2 separate regions of the Mus musculus genome follow, and region 1 is linked to region 2. The links are chromatin contacts, called in public HiChIP or PLAC-seq maps. All regions are on one chromosome and are shown on one strand. Each heading gives the region's core, a stretch centred on a gene start, on an enhancer-like site or on the middle of the called end of the contact. The rest is flanking DNA. Distances are from core to core; before and after follow the strand shown.

Region 1 (2,700 bases), core at 85-2,584, 74 kb before region 2:
TTTTTAACAGTTGAGTGTAATTTATCAAAAAGTAATACTTTATTTTATATGAACATACACAAAATGGTTGTTAGAAGTAGACTGAACTTTATATGCAAAGAAAAAAGAAGAGTCCCTCGATTACTGTGTGCTCCCATTTCGTTTCTTGTTGCTCTGATAAAATTCGCTGAGAAAGACATCTCAAAAGATAAAGGGCTTGTCTCAGCTCACAGTTCAAGGATATAGTCCCTTGTGTCAGTAGGAGCTTGAAGCAGCTGGTCACACCTACATTCAGGAAGCAGAACACAATGACTGCATGCTTAATGCTCAACTCCCTGTCTCCAGGTTATATATAGTCCAGGACTCCCTGCATAGGGAATGGTCTCAGCCACAGTTAAGATGGGTCTTCTCGTGTCAATTAATACTCTAGAAAATCCCTCTTGGATGCTCTTTGGAGCAACCTTAATCTAGCTGTTTCCTCACCAGTATGCCTGAATGGTTGCTTCCTGGTTGATTCTACTTTCTGTAAAGTTGACAGTACTATCAGTAGTCAGTGAGCTCTGACACACAAGTGACTTTGAACAGCCCTTGAGCAATGTCGTAGACAACAATCTAAATCCTGAATCCTGTTTTCTGACTGTTTTAAGCTTTCAGTGGAATTCTTATATGACTATAGTAATTAAATCAACAATATAAAATAAATTTAGAAATATAATATTTAACATAGAGTATGTTTTCCCTTTTTTTCATAGGGAGTCTAATCTACAACATTTGTCAGTTCTGGAACTAACTGATTCTGGTGCCTTAATGGCAAATAAACTGGGTAAGGAGTAGGGGTTTAATTTGGGGGGTTATTGTGTATTTATTAACTGTTCTTTTGTCACCTTTGTTGTAGAAATGAATGGCCTTGCTCTTTGCTTTTGTGCCATGAGCAACCTGTGGCCTGAGACCTGTGGTTGTGGCAGGTCATCTGGGAAGATGTAGTCCCAGATCAGGCATAAATGAAGGGTGTCATAGGTGTACGTGTAATACAAATAAGCACTCTTAGAAAGAGTATAGAAAACCACCAAGAGAAACCTTCCTGAGAATCAGAGTCTTGTGTTTAGTGTTTCTTACATTGCTCTTTTGTCCATTGTTTTTTGGTACTCCAGTAATTAATTCAACAAGTCATTTTAAAATTTTACTAAGTTCTAACTTTACTAAGTGGCTTTCATACTCTTATCTCAGTCTTTAAAGCAGTCTCATTCATGCTTCAGAATTATATAGGGGATTTGTTTGAGCTAGAAGGTGGAATCTTAAGGACTATTGTAAAAGGTTTCTATGTAAATTGCTTAACTATAGTGAGCCGGTGAGTGATTTGCATATGTATAGACTGACTTTTGCAGACTGCTTTCATTGCTTTGCTACTGATGGTACCCATGATGCCTTGTGTTTCTTTTAAGTATCTAGCCCTCAGACAATTATGGAGTTATTCTTCCAAGAAGTTGCAAGAAAACAAATTATATCTCATCTCTTCTCTCAACCCAAAGCCCCTCTAAGCCAAACTGGATTGAATTGGCCTGAAATGATTACTGCAGTTACTGGTTATTTGTTGCAGCTTTTGTATCCTTTTGCTTGAAAGCCAGGTGCCAATTTTGTTTAAATTGTTCATAAAGCCTTTATTCTTGCCTTGTAATGAAGTTTATTTTCTTTCTTGGTGCTGGAGATCAAGCTCAGGGCAGCACAAACTAGACAAGTGTGTTAACACATAGCTATCAGCTACATCAGAAGACCCTGAAGGAACATTGAAACATTTTTAAAATGAGGTGAGGAGAGATGGCTCAGTGGTTAAGAGCATGTTCCTGAGAACCTGAGTTCAGCTCCCAGCAGCCATGTGTGCAGCTCTAAAATGCCAGTAACTCCATCTTCAGAGGATCCAACTTCCTTTTCTGGCCTCTGAGGGCAACGGCACTTTCTTACATACACATTCTATACACAGATGAGTCACATTCAAAAACAAAAGAGGACAGTATTTATTTTAAGATACCCCTTTTTTGTTATTGTTTGAGACAGGGTCTCACTATGTAGCCCTGGCTGGCCTTGAACTCACTCTGTAGACCATGATGGACGTGAACTCATGTAAATCTACCAGCCTCTGTCTGTCAAGTGCTATGATTGAAAGCATGGGCCATCACACCGGACTCTCTTCTTTTTTCCCTTCACTGAGTTCTAAGGATCAAACTCAAATCTTAAAGTTTTCACAACTAACACAATGTAGACTAAGCCCCAGGGCTTTTCCTGTTTGCTTGATTTATTTTTGGTTTGTTTGATGTTTTTAGCTTTATTTTATTTTATGTATATGGGTGTTTGTCAGTGTATGTGTTTACATCCAACTTGCAGTGCCCATGAATGCCAGAGAGGGTACTGGGTCCTCTGGAACTGGAGTTACAAATGATTGTGGGTCACCTGTCTGTAGGTGCTGGAGACTGAACCCAGGTCCTCTGGAGGAGCAGCAAGTATTCCTAAGCTCTGAGCCAACTCTCCAGCCCACTCTTACTTGTTTTTCATTAAACTGTTTCAGTGACTCTTCTGAGTTTGATACCCATTAATATGGATATTTTAAGTTTCACTCAAAGACAGGGAAAAAGCAAAATTCCTTAATATAGTAACTAGGTGGCCTAGCAACCCAGGTTGTCTCTTTCTAGAATGTTTGATGGGGAATTGCCAGTATGTACAATTGCA
Region 2 (2,700 bases), core at 19-2,518:
GCTAGGATTTGAATTCAGGAAGTGCAGCCAGTGCTCTTTGCCTCTGAGTCATCTCTTCAGCTCTGAGGTTTGCCCTTAAAATAGCACATCTTTACTTTTAGACAATAGGGTCATTTAGTCGATGGAGACTCACACAAGTCCTTGAACAAGTCTCAAGTAACAGTGGGGCTCAGCTCTGAAAGCTCTTCCAGATGATCCAAATTTGGTTTCCAGCGTCCACAAGACCACATCGGGTCTCCCACTCTAGGGAGACCTCTGACCTCAGTGGGCGGGCACCTGCACTCACAACAAGCACACGGATTAAAACAATGTTTAAAAATCAAGGCTGGGGGGCTGGTGAGATGGCTCAGTGGGTAAGAGCACCCGACTGCTCTTCCGAAGGTCCAGAGTTCAAATCCCAGCAACCACATGGTGGCTCACAACCATCCGTAACGAGATCTGACTCCCTCTTCTGGAGTGTCTGACTTACATATAATAATAAATAAATCTTTAAAAAAAAAAAAACAAGGCTGGCTAGATAGTCTAGAAGGTTTGTGTTTGCCTGGCACTTGAAACTCATGCAAAGGCAGAAGGGAAGAACTGACTCCATAAAGTGTACACATGTTCCCCTGCTCATCCTGCACATGCAAACAAGAGTGAAGGGGAGGCGGCTGGTGAGGTTGTTCAGGGGCTAAAAGCACTTGCTCTTTGAGCAGCACCCACTTAGCAATTCAAACAGCTCACAACTGCAGGTAACTAGCTCCCTAGGGATCTGAAACCTAGCCTCCAGGTGAACACACACACACACACACACACACACATTTTTTTAAAAAGGAATAATTACTATTTTAAACCAAATCAAGACAAGGCAGGGATGGGGGAAGGACATTTTACGTTTGTCAAAGGGAGAAGAAATGAAGTAAACTAGAATGAACCTGATTCCTTCTCTCTAGGACTGACCTCGTGTTCTCCTAGTGTATCTGCTCTTTTTAAATAACTCTTGGCTGCTTGCTACATACAGTTCTAACCCTCACCAGCCCCCAAAGGAATAGAAGCTTCAGGCCCTTGAACAAAGTAAATTACCTTTACAACTACCGAAAGTAGAAATATGAAGGCCCTCGGCACTGTTCTACTCATCAGTCCCCAGACTGTGTCTGTAAAGTTTGAGATGAAATTTGAATCAGTAAACCGTTGGAATGTGAAACGCAAGTTGCCTGACATCCCAAGGCTCGCAGCTTACAGATGAGGGCGGGGTCCTGCCCTCCTTCCGCTTCTGGCTCCCGGTTGCTAGGCTCCCAGGGTCCTCGCAGAAAACTCCAGCAGGTGAGCTGAGGGACTGGGCCTGCGAAGGAGCGCCCTAGCTGGCAGGGGACAAGCAGGGGATCCCAGGCAGGAAGGGAGTGAGAGGACAGGAAGTGCAGGGGGGCGAGGAGAGTGCCGGGGGGGGGGGGCGGAATGGGGAGAGGGGGGCAGAGGGCGAGGAGGGCAGGGGGCAAGGAGCTTTGGGACGGACAGGACTCCAGGCTGGCCTCTGCAGAAAGAGTGAGAGTGGAGAGATGGAGAAGCTCCTGCAGCGTCCACCCGGCCTGGGGACCAGCTGCGGGGAAGGGGTAGCCAGGCAGCGCGGTGTCACCCCGCGGGCTCCGGTGGAAACTTCTGCTCTGTCCTTCCTTGGGCTTGCCTCTGGGCAGTCCACACTCCGAGGCAGGGCGCTCAGAACTGAACGTTTCCAGGGCTCTCGCTTCCGACCCCTGACCTTTCCTTTTCAACTGCTCTGAGGCGACTCTGCGCGTGCCCCCAACCCGGTTCCTTTCCCTTTTCTGCGGCGTCCTGGTGTTGGGCATCTGTTCTCAGCGTAAACTAAGCATGGGGCCAATGAGGCTCCTGGTGAATCTAGTGGACCAGGCGTGGGGACACGCAGAGCGCCCCAGCTCCTCAGGTGTGTGCTGGCAACCACCATCCTCTCCTTTCGTAAGACGCCGGCTTGGCAAGAGTTTAACCCCCGAGTGGTTGTGGGTGTGAAAGGGCAGGGTCTGCAGATTTGGTGTTATTTGTTGGCGGTGGTGGTTGGTTAGGTTTCTTTTCACTTTTCCTACGGGGATTTGTAACTTCTGTGTAATCAGCTGTTTGGAAATCAGGCAGATATTGCAGCTGGGTACGGTGCTACTAACTCGCCTACATCATACTATGCGGCAGTAACATGTTCCCGGCGTTGGAAACAGAACTAAAGCCGGAGGTTGGTACACTCTTTTTCCGATAACTTCGCAGAAACCCAATCCAAGGTCAGAAGGTTCACTGTGGTGGCATGCTGGTCCAGCTGGAGGTATATTTGGGGCGGCGGAAGGATGGGCTTTTTAGCCCCGGTTGGCATGGAACTCACTCTGTTGCCCGGACTACCCTTGAACTTGAGTTCTCCTCCTACCTCTGCTTCCCTGGTGCTGGGAGTACTAGTGTTTGCCACCAGACCTGTTGGAGATTATGATTCCCAAAATAGAATAATTCACTATTTGCCTGGCGTTTGCTTGTTTTGTTCCCGTATCCTATGCAGCGTGTTTGGTGCTTTTGGTTAAGAAGTCAGTGTCATCTGAATGAATGTCCTGCTTGAGATGGCTTTTCTTTCACAGACTCTTCCTGATCCCTATGAGGACTTTATTCACCATCACCTCCAGTATTATGGATATTTCAAAGGTAACACTTCCTTCTCTCCAGCATCCACGGGTT

What was found. HiChIP or PLAC-seq counts read pairs in DNA pulled down with a chosen protein or histone mark.
Region 1: an H3K27ac HiChIP or PLAC-seq map of embryonic stem cells shows a contact between it and region 2, with 5 read pairs. The contact joins the enhancer-like site here to the promoter of Agbl2 in region 2. A contact is called at or near these places in 8 of 39 promoter capture datasets (embryonic stem cells, hematopoietic stem and progenitor cells, hippocampal neurons and 3 more), 2 of 15 datasets of contacts at CTCF or cohesin (the NIH/3T3 cell line and stem cell-derived epiblast-like cells), 46 of 484 Hi-C or Micro-C datasets (the AML12 cell line, B cells, B-cell progenitors and 33 more), 4 of 115 datasets of contacts at active chromatin or transcription factors (embryonic stem cells and regulatory T cells) and 4 of 9 other capture datasets (adipose tissue, embryonic stem cells, liver and 1 more).

The regions. Positions count from the first base shown.
Region 1 is chr2:90,707,402-90,710,101 of GRCm38.p6, forward strand. It overlaps Nup160 (nucleoporin 160), which reads left to right. Exons shown (of 37, transcript NM_021512.2): 20 at 732-802; 21 at 1,422-1,581; 22 at 2,632-2,700. Among named protein-coding and RNA genes, the nearest start is that of Gm39872, 27 kb to the right of the region's middle. Within about 2 kb of position 1,335, at least 5 of the 459 cell types and tissues checked have an H3K27ac peak or open chromatin away from gene starts, as enhancers often do. A contact at or near this core is called in embryonic stem cells, where this site is marked.
Region 2 is chr2:90,781,459-90,784,158 of GRCm38.p6, forward strand. Agbl2 (ATP/GTP binding protein-like 2) reads left to right here and starts at 1,269. Exons shown (of 18, transcript NM_178755.4): 1 at 1,269-1,302; 2 at 2,118-2,215; 3 at 2,528-2,667. The coding sequence starts at 2,568.